Regions from separate parts of the Danio rerio genome. Here regions 1, 2 and 3 are each linked to region 4. Evidence: chromatin contacts called from public HiChIP or PLAC-seq data. All regions are on one chromosome and are shown on one strand. Each heading gives the region's core, a stretch centred on a gene start, on an enhancer-like site or on the middle of the called end of the contact. The rest is flanking DNA. Distances are from core to core; before and after follow the strand shown. Region 1 holds the start of hoxa1a (homeobox A1a). Region 2 holds the start of hoxa5a (homeobox A5a). Region 3 holds the start of osbpl3a (oxysterol binding protein-like 3a). Region 4 holds the start of nfe2l3 (nfe2 like bZIP transcription factor 3).

Evidence for each region. HiChIP or PLAC-seq counts read pairs in DNA pulled down with a chosen protein or histone mark.
Region 1: a contact with region 4 is called in an H3K4me3 HiChIP or PLAC-seq map of gastrula embryo, with 4 times the contacts expected there. The contact joins the promoter of hoxa1a here to the promoter of nfe2l3 in region 4. A contact is called at or near these places in 1 of 18 Hi-C or Micro-C datasets (an unstated tissue) and 2 of 4 datasets of contacts at active chromatin or transcription factors (caudal fin and gastrula embryo).
Region 2: an H3K4me3 HiChIP or PLAC-seq map of gastrula embryo shows a contact between it and region 4, with 4 times the contacts expected there. The contact joins the promoter of hoxa5a here to the promoter of nfe2l3 in region 4. A contact is called at or near these places in 5 of 18 Hi-C or Micro-C datasets (caudal fin, embryo, fibroblasts and 1 more) and 3 of 4 datasets of contacts at active chromatin or transcription factors (caudal fin, embryo and gastrula embryo).
Region 3: an H3K4me3 HiChIP or PLAC-seq map of embryo shows a contact between it and region 4, with 4 times the contacts expected there. The contact joins the promoter of osbpl3a here to the promoter of nfe2l3 in region 4.

The regions. Positions count from the first base shown.
Region 1 is chr19:22,043,801-22,047,051 of GRCz12tu, forward strand. It overlaps hoxa1a (homeobox A1a), which reads left to right and starts at 1,907. Exons shown (of 2, transcript NM_131536.2): 1 at 1,907-2,642; 2 at 2,838-3,209. The coding sequence starts at 2,003. The coding sequence ends at 3,187. It also overlaps a transcript of evx1 not described here.
Region 2 is chr19:22,017,318-22,020,863 of GRCz12tu, forward strand. hoxa5a (homeobox A5a) reads left to right here and starts at 1,791. Exons shown (of 2, transcript NM_131540.1): 1 at 1,791-2,223; 2 at 2,731-2,981. The coding sequence starts at 1,791. The coding sequence ends at 2,981. It also overlaps a transcript of evx1 not described here and a transcript of hoxa3a not described here.
Region 3 is chr19:22,386,601-22,390,132 of GRCz12tu, forward strand. osbpl3a (oxysterol binding protein-like 3a) reads left to right here and starts at 1,955. Exons shown (of 22, transcript NM_001004646.1): 1 at 1,955-2,019.
Region 4 is chr19:22,227,484-22,230,849 of GRCz12tu, forward strand. It overlaps nfe2l3 (nfe2 like bZIP transcription factor 3), which reads right to left and starts at 1,918. Exons shown (of 5, transcript NM_213231.1): 1 at 1,181-1,918; 2 at 61-168. The coding sequence starts at 1,681. LOC141378966 (a long non-coding RNA gene) reads left to right here and starts at 2,180. Exons shown (of 3, transcript XR_012394807.1): 1 at 2,180-2,436.

The DNA of each region.
Region 1 (3,251 bases), core at 657-3,156, 180 kb before region 4:
TAAAATTAAGCAAGTGAAAATGATGGAATGTTGTAAACAATTTAAAGTATGAAGAAAAGTCATAAACAATGTGTAAAGTTAGCTAAGCTTTTATAGTTTGTGTTAAAAGATATAAACGCTGATTTTATGTAATTACGGTTGATGGAAAAAAAAACAGGAAACATAATTTTGGAGAATACTAAAATATAAAAAGCAACCTATTTCTTTCAATTTATGAAAAATTGTGAGCTGCGGAATTACTAAAACTGTACAATTAATCCTAATACATTTGTTATCACTCAAACTCCTAAAACTTTTCAAATGTTGCAATTTATGAAGCAAAACTGTTCAAACGTGTCTCCTTCGCCAAAGTTGGGCTCTTTGTCTCGTACTCTTTTCTCTGCATCGTCAGGAAATACCGAGGAGGATGTTTCTTTTCATGAAACGAACTCATAAATCAAAGTCTTCTAGAAAAGCTGACAGCATCCAGACAATCAGTGTCTGTGAAAATCTGCCCAAATACGTATTTCATTCACCGCTTATCAATATAACGATTTTGGATTCAGCGCAACCCACGTGGACGGATAATAATAATTAATCTTTTTATTGGCGTTTTACACCCCGTCATTAGGATTACACAAAACACTCATACAACATATTTCACTGCACGTCCTCCCCAATTTGTCTTAGTCTTTTTGCTTTTTGTCCTGATTGAAATAACGTTACAAATGTTTATAATGTCTTTATTGAAGATGTTTTAAAATGCTTTTTTTCGTATGAATAAACAAATATTTAATCAACTACAATAGTTTTTATTTTTAGATATTTTTCCCCACATCTAACAGAGTGAACATTTGGCCACTAAGTGGTTCTACAGTTTTTATAAACTATGACTCCATTTCATTTAAGTACATTACACTTTATATTTATGCTGTTATTTTTTCTTGCCTTATTTGTCAGGCTTGTTGCTGTAAAAAAAATAGTGGCATAAGAAATACTAGGCCGTAGTAAGCTTGTGTAAAGCGCCATTTTGAAAAAAGAAAAAAGGTATAAAAATGTCCAATTTCCTCCAGAGGGGGCGCGTGTCTCCTCTGCTCCACATAGGATTGTGGATAAAATACATCGTCTTCCCTGTGATTATTGATCAGTCTGTGAATACTAATCACAAAATAGCATTCAGCAAAAACAGAAATCCCGCTAATGTATTTATTTCAACATGTAAGTTCTTAGTTCCAAGTAAGTTCCAAGTCCTTAGTTCCTTGCTGCTTAATGTTGACAGTTAGCATACATAGACATAGGCTAAATAGCTTATAGCAGTAATAAATATACAGTGGGCTACAGCCAATGTTTTTATCAAGTAGCTAAGCCTAACGTATTAAAAAACAACAAATATAACTGTGCTGGCTACACCGAAAAAATAACAATACGATGAGTGGTAGTCAGTTTATCATTTTTATACACTTACTAAGTTGACGAAAGCCGATACACTAGAGCCTATAGCTGATAGGATATTGCTACCCGAATTGTGAACCAGAAAAAGATACTAACTTTACATAATTTCTTTGTGGTTTTGAGATCATCTTACCTGAAGCATTTCTTTAAAAAAAATCCACACACCGAGAAGCTGATGCTGCCGGGACGCTGTCTGTGAGACAACGTCCCTCTTAGCGTATCTGCCAGCGAATCTATCCTTTCAGCAGAAGTAAAGGTGGGCCTACGTAACGTTGATGGACAAGAGGTCGGCATTTGCATAAGCCTGGTCTTTAACGACAACCTGTCAGTGCAAGGCCACTTAAGATCAAGATGAGACAGCACAACTGATCACTGGCTGACCCAGCCCACGTGACTGTCACTGGTCATTCATATCACTAGCGCCCGAACACCTCCAATCCACGACTGATTGAAGGAGGCAGAAGGGTGCCTCGGCTCAACCCAGGGTGAATGGTGCGACGTTAATCAGTTCCGGGCCCAAAGTTCTGTCAGTGTGGCAACCACGAGCTGAGACGCCCAAGAAGATGACACAATGAGCACATTCTTAGATTTTTCGTCCATAAGTGGTGGTGGAGATGGAGGTAGCGGGGGCTCGTGCTCAGTCAGGGCGTTCCACGGTGATCACGGACTTTCAACATTCCAATCGTCGTGTGCTGTTAGGTTAAATAGCTGCAGTGGAGATGAACGGTTCATGTCCAATATATCGTCACAAGATGTAATTAACTCTCAGCCACAACAGGCCGGCTCGTACCAGTCCCCCGGGACTTTGTCAATTACCTACAGCGCCCATCCAAGTTATGGAACTCAAAGTTTTTGCACTGGATACAATCACTATGCCCTAAATCAGGACGTGGAATCGTCTGTGAGCTTTCCCCAGTGTGGCCCGTTAGTTTACTCTGGAAATATTTCTTCCACTGTTGTGCAGCACCGTCATCATCGTCATGGTTACAGTAGCGGAAACGTTCACCTCCATGGCCAGTTCCAGTACGGCTCAGCCACATATGGTAATAGTTCGGATCAGGCAAACCTTACGTTTGTGGCGGGCTGCTCAAATCCGCTTTCCCCTCTGCATGTGCCTCATCATGATGCTTGTTGTTCACCTCTATCAGATGGCGTGCCCACGGGACAGACATTTGACTGGATGAAGGTTAAACGCAACCCGCCAAAAACAGGTGAGTGACTTAAATTTTACAAGTCGTAATTATTTTTTCTCCCGATACGGAATACAAGTCCTGACTTAATATTGCATGTCCAACACTGGTTACATAAACATCTGAAGAAACCTAAGATATGGGACTTGACATAACAATATAGCCTAGTATGCATACACACATTCATTTATTCTTCTTTTCATTCTCTCTCTTAAGGAAAAGCTGGGGAGTATGGATTTGGTGGGCAGCCAAACACTGTACGCACCAATTTTTCGACAAAACAGCTGACAGAGCTTGAAAAGGAGTTTCATTTCAATAAGTACTTGACTCGCGCAAGGCGCGTGGAGATCGCGGCTTCTCTCCAATTGAATGAGACTCAGGTGAAGATATGGTTTCAAAATCGCCGTATGAAACAAAAGAAGCGCGAAAAGGAAGGTCTTTTGCCGAAATCTTTGTCCGAACAGAAAGATGGTCTCGAAAAAACAGAGGATGCATCTGAAAAGTCGCCCTCTGCACCATCCACGCCCTCTCCTTCACCAACTGTTGAGGCATACTCCTCTAATTAAACAGCTTTCACATTTGTTCTTTCAAATTGTAAACAATAATGCAAAATTGTTTGTGACTTGTCTT
Region 2 (3,546 bases), core at 541-3,040, 210 kb before region 4:
CTGTTATGAGAAACGCGAGCCACAAATTTAGACCAAGCAAGCAGAATGTTCGACGGGAACTGTGGGGTCGGAGCTAATGTTAACAAATGTTCAAGAAGTCAGTGTCAAATAAATGGAATTGTTTATATATATATATATATATATATATATATATATATATATATATATATATATATATATATATGATGTCTATTGAGTCTAATAAGGGGTTTACAATGTTTTCAATGTGTATTCAATAATTGCGAGGTTAATAACAGTTTCTATATTTTACTGGTTACACACAGTATAGGCGTCTCTATTCACCAACTAATGTCAGGTTTTCTCTTAGTCGTGGCATTCCTTGTTTGTTTGTTTTTTTCATCATATACTTCTGTTGATGTTTTTCCTGTTTTCCTGTTATTTTAGCTGGTCATGGAAAAAGGTTTGCTGATCACCAGAGGTTCTCTGAAAGTTAGTCTCCGCTGCTTTCCAATTTTTTAATGAAATTTTACATTGTTGTAGTCAGATTTGTCTTGTATATTGCCAGAACCCATAGAGAAAAACCTATTACTTTTTATTCTATGACATTACATTGGATTTTATAGATATTTTATAGATATTTTTTTGTTCGTGTTACACACCAACACAAAGTAGCCTACAACCTACCTTACTTCGCACTTTTCCATAGGATGCATGTATGTATGTATGTATGTATGCATGTATGTGTAAAATGCATTATTATTATCATTACTATTAATATTATTGTTGTTGTTGTTGTTATTATTTAGAATATAATCTACTAATAGACAGCTGTGCTTAATCCCAAAATGCTAAACAGCAATTAGGCATTACATCATGAATAATGTAAACCCTTAGTTAAAAATCGCCGTTTTGCTTGCACTTTAAAAATTAAAAAAGAGATTGACTAAGCATATTTAACAACATCCCATGAATGTTTTTAAGCATAATATTTTAAAATAAAAAAAAATCCAGTGCCCGTCTTACAATTAATTAAACACAAAGCTTAGTCTTTTTATAAATAATAAAGGAATTATGCTTGTCCTTTGACCATTTTAACTGCGTATATCTTCTTTTATGTATTGAGTTTTATTCTCGTTGACGACTGATGTTTCAAATTTCTAGTTTCGAGTGACACTGAGTCTATCAGGCATTCTGCTGCGCGTTTTAGTGTGCAGGTCACGGCGCATTGTTTCAGCAGATACAATTTTTCTACCGCAGAGTCGTTACCCTCTGAATGACCCCATCGCTTGCTCGCCTCCAGTCTGATGGTTTAGGTAGTCCCGACTCTAACCAGAGGGTGGCGCACGGCTACCATCTACAAACAAGCGATTTAACTGCTAGTTCGCCAAAACTGTTGTTGCGCGCTCCCGTGTCCTAACAATTCCACCCTGATTTCCTGCTTACGTCTGAGTTTACCGCTGGAGGTCACAGAATAGGATTTACGACTGGTCAACAAAAAACACGTGATTCTAAGCCATAGCCCATATTTGGAAGCCTACGTAAGGGTGCATTAAGTCTGTGTCTCACTCATTTCCATAATTCATCATAAATAGTGCAAGGGTGCAATAGAAGCTCAAAACCACCAAGAGACACAAATCAAACTCAAACGGCAGCATTGTTTTCTCCATAAAGGTAGTTGTAGTAAGTAAAAGTAACAATAAGGTAATTGTCAACCAATGAGCTCTTATTTCGTGAATTCATTTTGCGGTCGCTATCCAAATGGCGTGGACTATCCCTTACATAACTATGGAGATCACAACTCTAGTGGCCAATGCAGAGATTCTACGGGCATGCATTCGGGCAGGTATGCTTGTGGCTACAATGGAATGGATCTCAGCACCGGGCACTCCAGCCCCGGACACTTTCTTTCATCTGGTGAGCGAACTCAAAGCTACAAAGACAGTCCAACTGCGACGCCTGTCCGGTACAATCAGCCGGTTACCGCTAGCAGCGCTGAACCTTCCTCTGATCATCTCCCCTGCTCATCCTTAGCCAACTCTCCTGTCAGTGAGCAGTCACACCGCGCCCTGAAAATCTCACTATCTAGCACCGCTGGCTCTGCGTCCAAAAGCTTTGGAACGGTTCTCAGCCGGGAGGGAGTTTCGAAAGTGTCAAGCTCTATGGAGGAAGAAAAGCCACCGGGTAGTGGACAGACAGCTTCACAGAATGTGTCGGAGGCACCGCAGATTTATCCATGGATGCGAAAACTTCATATAAGTCATGGTAAACGGCAAACGTAGAGGTTTGCTTTTATTGCGTTTGTGTTCTGAGTGTTAATGTAAGGTGTGATTGGCCTCCTGCCAGTTTTACAGTAAAATTTTTTTTAACTTTATATGAATATTGAAATATTAGAGTTAGTTTTTCATTTTGGATATTTATATCGAAAAATATGCCAAATATGCATCCTGTGGTTTAATGACTCCATGTTTCTAAAGATTATTTAAAACTGATTATATTCTTTAAAAACGAAGTGCAATTGTATGATTAATTAATTTGTCGATTGTGGATTAATAAATTGGTTGTGTTATTAAATAAATTATAATTTGTTAGAGATAATTTGAAAAAAAATAGTTGAAATAAATGTTATGCTTTTTGCCCTTGAGAGAATGTTACGCATGCGTTGAGTTTGATGCATACATGCTACTTCAGTTCACTTTTTGTGTCGTGCATACCAGGTGTATTAAAATGCATAATAAATAAAAGTGAAAATGTCCCACTCATGTATAACAGATAATTTGGCCGGACCGGAGGGGAAAAGGCCCAGGACAGCCTACACGCGCTACCAGACACTTGAGCTCGAGAAGGAGTTCCACTTCAACCGATACCTGACACGTCGCCGAAGAATTGAGATTGCACACACTCTTTGTCTCTCAGAGAGACAAATCAAAATATGGTTTCAAAACCGCAGAATGAAATGGAAAAAAGACAACAAACTGAAAAGTATGAATATGGCAGCTGCAGGAAGCGGATACCGGCCTTAAAATGTATATTTGTATATTTACCTCTATAAAATGTGTTAGTGTTTGAATATATGCTGATGTGTGTGCGTCCGCGCGTTTCTTTATTCTAAGTGTGTGTTTCTCAAGGGGATGTCTTTCACAAAAGAACTTTCCACTTGTTATGTGAAAGTAAACGCCCTGTGTAGCGGCCTTGGATAAAAAAGTAAACTTCTCTTCTGTGTTTTCATGTAATGTGGATAGATATTTGCATTGTCTTAGTAAAAGGAATGTGTAAATAAATATATAAGCTTTGAATACAATTACTTTAAATATCTAAAGTACACTGGATAAGCAAATGAGTAAAATATTAGATTCTTACAAAATTAAGTTTAAAACGGTTTTGTCGTTTGTTTGTCTTGAAGTTTGTACATATGAATTGATGTATTTTACAGGTTATTTATTTAAAATCAGTATCAAATACCGATTGTATTTTATGTCACTCTGAAGTAGACCTGTTTTGTTCGTGTTGTTCAGTCATCGCTGCGTATTGATAAAAACGTTCCGCTCTGACAGTTTCGTAAACATTTTTCAATTTGAATGTTTGTGT
Region 3 (3,532 bases), core at 705-3,204, 160 kb after region 4:
TAAACAGGTAGCCACAGGCATCCATGGAAGCTTTTGGTATCCAATAATAATACAAATTGGAACAAATGGAGGGTGAGTAGATGAAACCAGTTTTCATTTTTGGGTCTACTATCCCATGCCGTAAGGACAGTTCATCCAAAAAATTTTATTCTGTCATCATTTATTTACCCTTCACTTGTTCAAGTGACCTATTTGAGTTTTAACACACTGTTGAATGCAAAAGAAGATATTTTGAAGAATGCTGGGACCCATTTTTTCCTACTATAGAAAGTTGATGGATCCCAATACTCTTTAAAATATCTTCATTTGTGTTCAACAAAAGTAAAAAAAAACTCATAATGGTTTAAAAAAAACCATGAGGGATAGTAAATGAGGTAATTTTCATTTTGGGTGAACTCTCCCTTTTCACTACTGCATCTATCAATTCTCCACTTGACCCCCAGAGTACGCTGTTTCCTTTGTAATAGTTCAGGGTTACTAACACCCGTTCACTCTTTAAGTTACATGTTCAAAATAAGAAATGGATGAGAATTTTCATTGACTGCTTTGTATGTTTATAAAATGTGTATACCCTATGGTTTTTAATTTTGTATATACCTACAGTGTGTATTGTTTTACCTATATGTTATTTAACGATCTTATAAAATGTCACACATTTGCTATGCAAATTAGCCTATCACTAAGTTGTTGATGAATTGTAGCCTATGTGTTTAGCGTTACTTTTTAAATGAAACTTTTATGTTATGACTTTTAATGAAACAGTGAATTTGTGTCAACCACTTAATAAAAACAAAGCAGGGATGTATTTGCAGTAGGAAATGTAATTAATATTCTGAATTAGACCTATTTAATTAAAATTGCTTAAACTTCTACAATAACATATCATTAGCATAGAGAAACGGGGAAATGACATATCAGTGAAACCAATGTGTCATATTTTCCGTATTCTCTACTTGCCCACCGTCATGGGAAAACACTGGTTTCACTGCTCAGAGTTTTCCCAGAGCTGACAACATGACGTCTATAACACTTCAGTGATGTGCTCGAGTTGTGTGATTGTTTGTCTTGTCTGTGTGGTTCTTATTTAAAACATACTGTACCTGAATCAGGTTGACTGGTTTGGTACATTCCATTGAAGGGAGGATTCCCTTTCTAGTAGATGGGTGTTGGCATGAACTAAAGCCTTCGTTGTTAAGGCAACCCTGGGCTAATATGCAAAGAAGCACATTTGTCTAACATGAATTAATCATACCATAGCATCGTGCTGATATGCTGTAGATGGGATTCCCTCTTCAAATGCAGTCCTCACAATTCAGATGGATATAAGGTGATTATTCCAAGCTAGTAAATGATTCAGTTTAATTAATTTAGAGATGGATAGATATATAGATTAGACAGACAGACAGACAGACAGACAGACAGACAGACAGACAGACAGACAGACAGACAGACAGACAGACAGACAGACAGACAGATAGATAGATAGATAGATAGATAGATAGATAGATAGATAGATAGATAGATAGATAGATAGATAGATAGATAGATAGATGAAGTGATTACCTGTGTGTACCAGAATTACATAATAGTTTCTGTTCTGTTTTGTTTTAAAATGCCATATCTTGATTGGCTCTGCGGTGGAATTTCATTGGTTTCCTAAACATCAATCATCGGATGCCCCGCCTACGACTACTCACCTCACCGCGGAACTCAAAACACGGTTCGAGGTTCAAACCTGAGCTGGAAGTCGTGAATATAAAACCTATGGTTTCTCTTCCACCTTGCGCTTCTTTCTCGGATTACAGCGGTGCGTCACGAACATTTCGTATGTGATATACACTTCCTAGAAGCGAAGTTACTTAAGACCTGGCAGGTAGGAGAAGAGAGATGGTGAACCCGACGACAGTCGCTTTGTCCAAAGTATAAATGTGCTGATAAGGCGTCTTTTTTAAGTGGACCGCCAGTGACACGACGACAGAGCCGCCGCGCCACGCTGTCACTCTGAACCTGGCGACTGTGGTAGGCACTGACTTCGTTTCTAGTAATATAATGTAAATGTTTGGATGATCAAACAAGAGCTTTTGTAAGAGAAGAATTATAACTGCGATGATTTCGGCACATGTGTCGTAAAATATGTCCACTAATATACATCCGGTCTTATGAATGAATATAGCCGTATGTTTAACGTTATATCAGTCTTAAATCCCGATCATAGCCGATAAGTTTATTTCTTTTGAGTTTAATGTCGCCTTAGAAACTCTTTAAAACTATTTCCTGTCCTCACCATGGGTTAAATGACTCATCTGTGAGCCTATTACGCAGTTTTGTTTTAATTTACCCTTAATAAAATATTTATTCTTGTTCATTTTCGGCCTAGGCAACTTTGCAGTTTGTTATAAAAGTTTTAAGAAGTTGTGCAAGTCAATTTACTATTTGACTGATTGGTTTGGTCAGAGTCATTGTGTTGCTGTGGCAACAACAAGGGGACCCGCATCGTGTACAAGTGTCCGTCACGACTGCAAATATTGTGTGTTGTTGTGTTGCATAATTCACACACTCCCTAACCCTCGATTTTTGTAGTTTATTGTTGCTTATTTGATACAATTAAAAACATCAAATTACGATATTTTTTATTTTTATTGTCAGCACCTTTACTATCTGCTATAAAAGTGGTTTAATTTTTTGACAAAAGGCAAAGTTTCTCGCAAAATCCTTAATATGTAAATTAGTGACCTTCATTCTGTTCAGTTTTTGTCCCGAAGGCAGAAAGTCAGAGACTAGCTACAGCAGCATTTTTTTCTATACAAGGAAAGTGAAAGCTAACTGAAGTTGTTTTTAACTCGGAATATAATAAGAATACATTTTAGAGCAGTAATCACAATACTGTGATAGAATGAAATTTTATCCAAGGTTATTATATCCTCAGAATCTTATACCGTCCAGGCATGGGACAATAATTGTTTTCTGTGGTTTAGAAAAGTCAAGGTTTTAAAACCGTCAAAAATTTCCGCTGTACCGTTCCTAAAGGTATGTGTAAGATTGTTTTAATCATGTTTTTTTTTTTTTTTAGGACAACAGTATCTTTAGCAGAAAAAATATCCAAAGATGCTGTTTTAAATAGTTAAAAAAAATCGGTTTTTGAAACAAATGAAGACATCAGAAGTCAATTATTCATTTAGCTTGACATGATTAATGTTCCAAAATAATTTAAATGTTTCTCAAAATAATATATATATTATATTTAAAAGGAAAAATGTTTTAGTTTTATACCATTCATTAAAAAAAGAATATATTTTAGAGCTGGAATCACAATACCGTGAAACCGGGATATTTTTATCCAAGATTATCATACCGTCAGAATCTTAAACCGGCCCATGTCTAAAGGGCGCTGCACTGCTCAGCGCCGCGACAAGGCGCGCACATGCCAGTTTAAAGTATCACACACCAGACATGCGCATTCGCATGCTATTTAAAATGAAACTAATCAGATGGCGCTCTGTGGCGTGGCAGAAATATGAACAGTGTTCTGAGT
Region 4 (3,366 bases), core at 668-3,167:
ACTAAACTTGACAGACACACAAGACTAGTTCATCAGGTAGTGAGGTTTGTTTTTGTTTACCTCATGCTCTAGAGCTGAGCTCTGAGTCAGCGAAGAAGGATTGGTTTGTTCCTGCTTTTTCTCATCTTTGACATCCTCCTCCTCATTCTCTTGATTCATTAAAGTTTCCTGGAATGAAAGAAAATGAGACGCCAAAATAAATGTCTAAAACATTTGTAAAATTAGGAAAACTTTGCATTCAGGAATAACTTCATCTAAAGATTAAGTAAACTATGTTTATGCACCTGTTTAAGACATGTATTAGTAGTTATTTGCTACCCTTTCAATAGAGATTTCACTTATTTTAAGTAAACATATGCTACTTCACCTACACATGTGGCAGTTAAAAAAAGTACTCATATTTGCATAACATGTTTTGAAATATAGCTAGAGGGATATTACATGACTTAACAGATTTCAAAAACTAGGCCAAGCTCTGTCAAGGCAGGACCAGCAACGTTTCAGAAAGAGCTAGTTTGGGCTGGACTAAATGATACTGTAACCTCTGACGGAATCTAGACAGGTTTATCCTATAAAAATGGGATGGTATTGATTACATTTACAACACGTCTAAATTGATCAAATGCAATGGATAATTATTGATTAAAACATGGTTAAAATTTGAAAATGCTCTGACACTGGTCCTGTGCCCGTTGCCATTGTTCAAGGCCCTTGTACTAACTTATGAAACACATGATCGACACATGTAACTGTTGCCATGGTTACAGGCCCTAATACAAACAAGTAAACATATTTACATTGAAAACACTTTTTTTTTGAAAACACGAGTTATTTAACTTAATTAAGGATTTGAATTTGCAGCAGAGGGTTTAAAAACATAGTAGTAAAATCAAAGCCCATAACCAGATCAATACAACCAGGTAGATCAAACCTAGATAGCCACACATTAAATTAATTTGTAACATTAAACTCATTTGTGTATTAATGGATGAGTTATTGTTTCGCTTTCAGTTGCTCACGAGTGCTAAATAGGGTTTGCCATGAAGCTAACTGCTAACTCATCAAAATAACACAACATTAAAGTTACCCATATGCGCCAACCAGAGTAGCTTATAATGAGAATGCAACAAAATATCACTTTAAGCATGGAAACTGTGTAACATTATATGACTATTGATACCTCTTTAGAAAGTTCTCCGGATGCACAGCAAGGCCTCGAAACGGTGCAATCCTGAGATAATGACAGCCCGAAGCCTTCTCCAGCCCTATGGTCGTTCTCTTCCTGGTGATTTTCGGTATTTACCTCCTGATTATCAGGGTCCTCTGGTAGCTCATCGCCATCAGACCCTTCGTCAGGTACCAGGTGCACAAGCCATGCGCTGACACGCGTGGGGAAGCGGGCCGGGGACCCGAGCGCTCGCACTTCATTAAGAAGCCTGCGGCTGGTGAAAAAATAGTCCAGCTCGGGACATTTTGGGTGCACATGATGGCCCGCTGCGGTATCCCGGTAGTGGTGAAACGGGGTCTGTATAAAAGCCGAGCTCGGTCCCCCATCTGTCTCTATCAATGGCGAGAAGTAGCCGCTCAAATAGGTGTCGACATCCACGCGAACTCCTATCAAACTCAGTAGAATCGTAAACTGAATGAGTCCCTCGGTGAAATATTTCTTCATATGATGCATGTTTTAAACAAATATTTTAACCTCAGGAGGCTTAAACGAAAACAATGATCGTCTGTTTCTTGTAAAACAAAGACAAAATCCCAAACAAAAGAGCACGCGTTGACTACTCTCCGTGTCAGACAAAGAGAGCAGCCCCGACCGGCGAAACTGTTCGCTGCACTTACACTACCGGCTTTTCATAACTTCCTGGCCACTAACATCACATTTCACAGATGTAGCTCTGTCCTTTAACATCACGAATCATTCTCGTTGGATGAATTCCGCAAGACGGATAAAACTTTTTATCTTATTAAGAGCTATAAAACTCCGAGGCTATCCTGAATTGAGCCTCTCATTCGAGGAGGGGAGCAACTGCTCAAATTTGCATAACTAAATAAAACCCCACTCTTATGCGACGGAATTACCTTCGCAACAAGCTCTGATTGGACCATTTATGTTGTCATTCATTTAGCGAGCCAATCACAGGCAAGCATGAGCCACGCTTCCTTTAGCTCTTCCGTTCTTGGACGAAAGATTAAAGCAAACTAGGAAGTATTGTAATTTCTCAGTTCTAATAATCATATATTTAAATTATTTCATTGCTAAAACTTTTGCGAAATTTATCTAAACACAGCTACCCCCTCTTCGGTTTGACCTACTAACCCGCTGCACTCTTAAGTGCTTTAAACGGTAGCTGTCATGGCTGGTGTCGTCATCATTTAACTGACCTTATTCCATGGTTTGCTCAAACCACAGACTCGAGGAGAACACAAATGGTATTGATTAATTAGCGATTTTGTATATATATATGTATGTATGTATGTATATATATATGTATGTATGTATATATATATATATATATATATATATTTATATATATATATATATATATATATATATATATATATATATATATATATATATATATATATATATATATATATATATATATATATATATATATATATATATATATATATGTATATATATATATATATATATATATATATATATATATATATATATATATATATATATATATATTGATATTCTGCAAATAATATTACTCCTACAGCCTATTTACCCTTGTGTATTACTTTTGTACAACATGTTCATTTTAAATATATATATATATGCGGAAAATAATTATCTATCTATCTATCTATCTATCTATCTATCTATCTATCTATCTATCTATCTATCTGTCTGTCTGTCTGTCTGTCTGTCTGTCCGTCCGTCCGTCCGTCCGTCCGTCCGTCCGTCCGTCCGTCCGTCCGTCCGTCCGTCCGTCCATCTATCTATCTATCTATCTATCTATCTATCTATCTATCTATCTATCTATCTATCTATCTATCTATCTATCTATCTATCTATCTATCTATCTATCTATCTATCTATCTATCTATCACATCATATAGAAAAGCTACAACACAGGCAGTGCAATGCAACAAACATTCTCCAAAAGAGCTAACAGCTTCGACTGTGAGTGCAGTGTTTGCTCCATTGCACAAAAACATCTCACAATGCCTTTTTTTTTTTTTTTTCTTCTTTTTTTTGGATAGGGGTTTTCAACCCAGGACCTGCGTGTGTGGACCCCTAGGGGCCCAGATGGGAATACAAGAGGGTTTGTGTAAAATAGCCAAGTGGTGCTTGCTGCAGAGCCATTTGAGGAGAGGTGAGCTCCAGAGAGGGGGAGCATGAGCTGT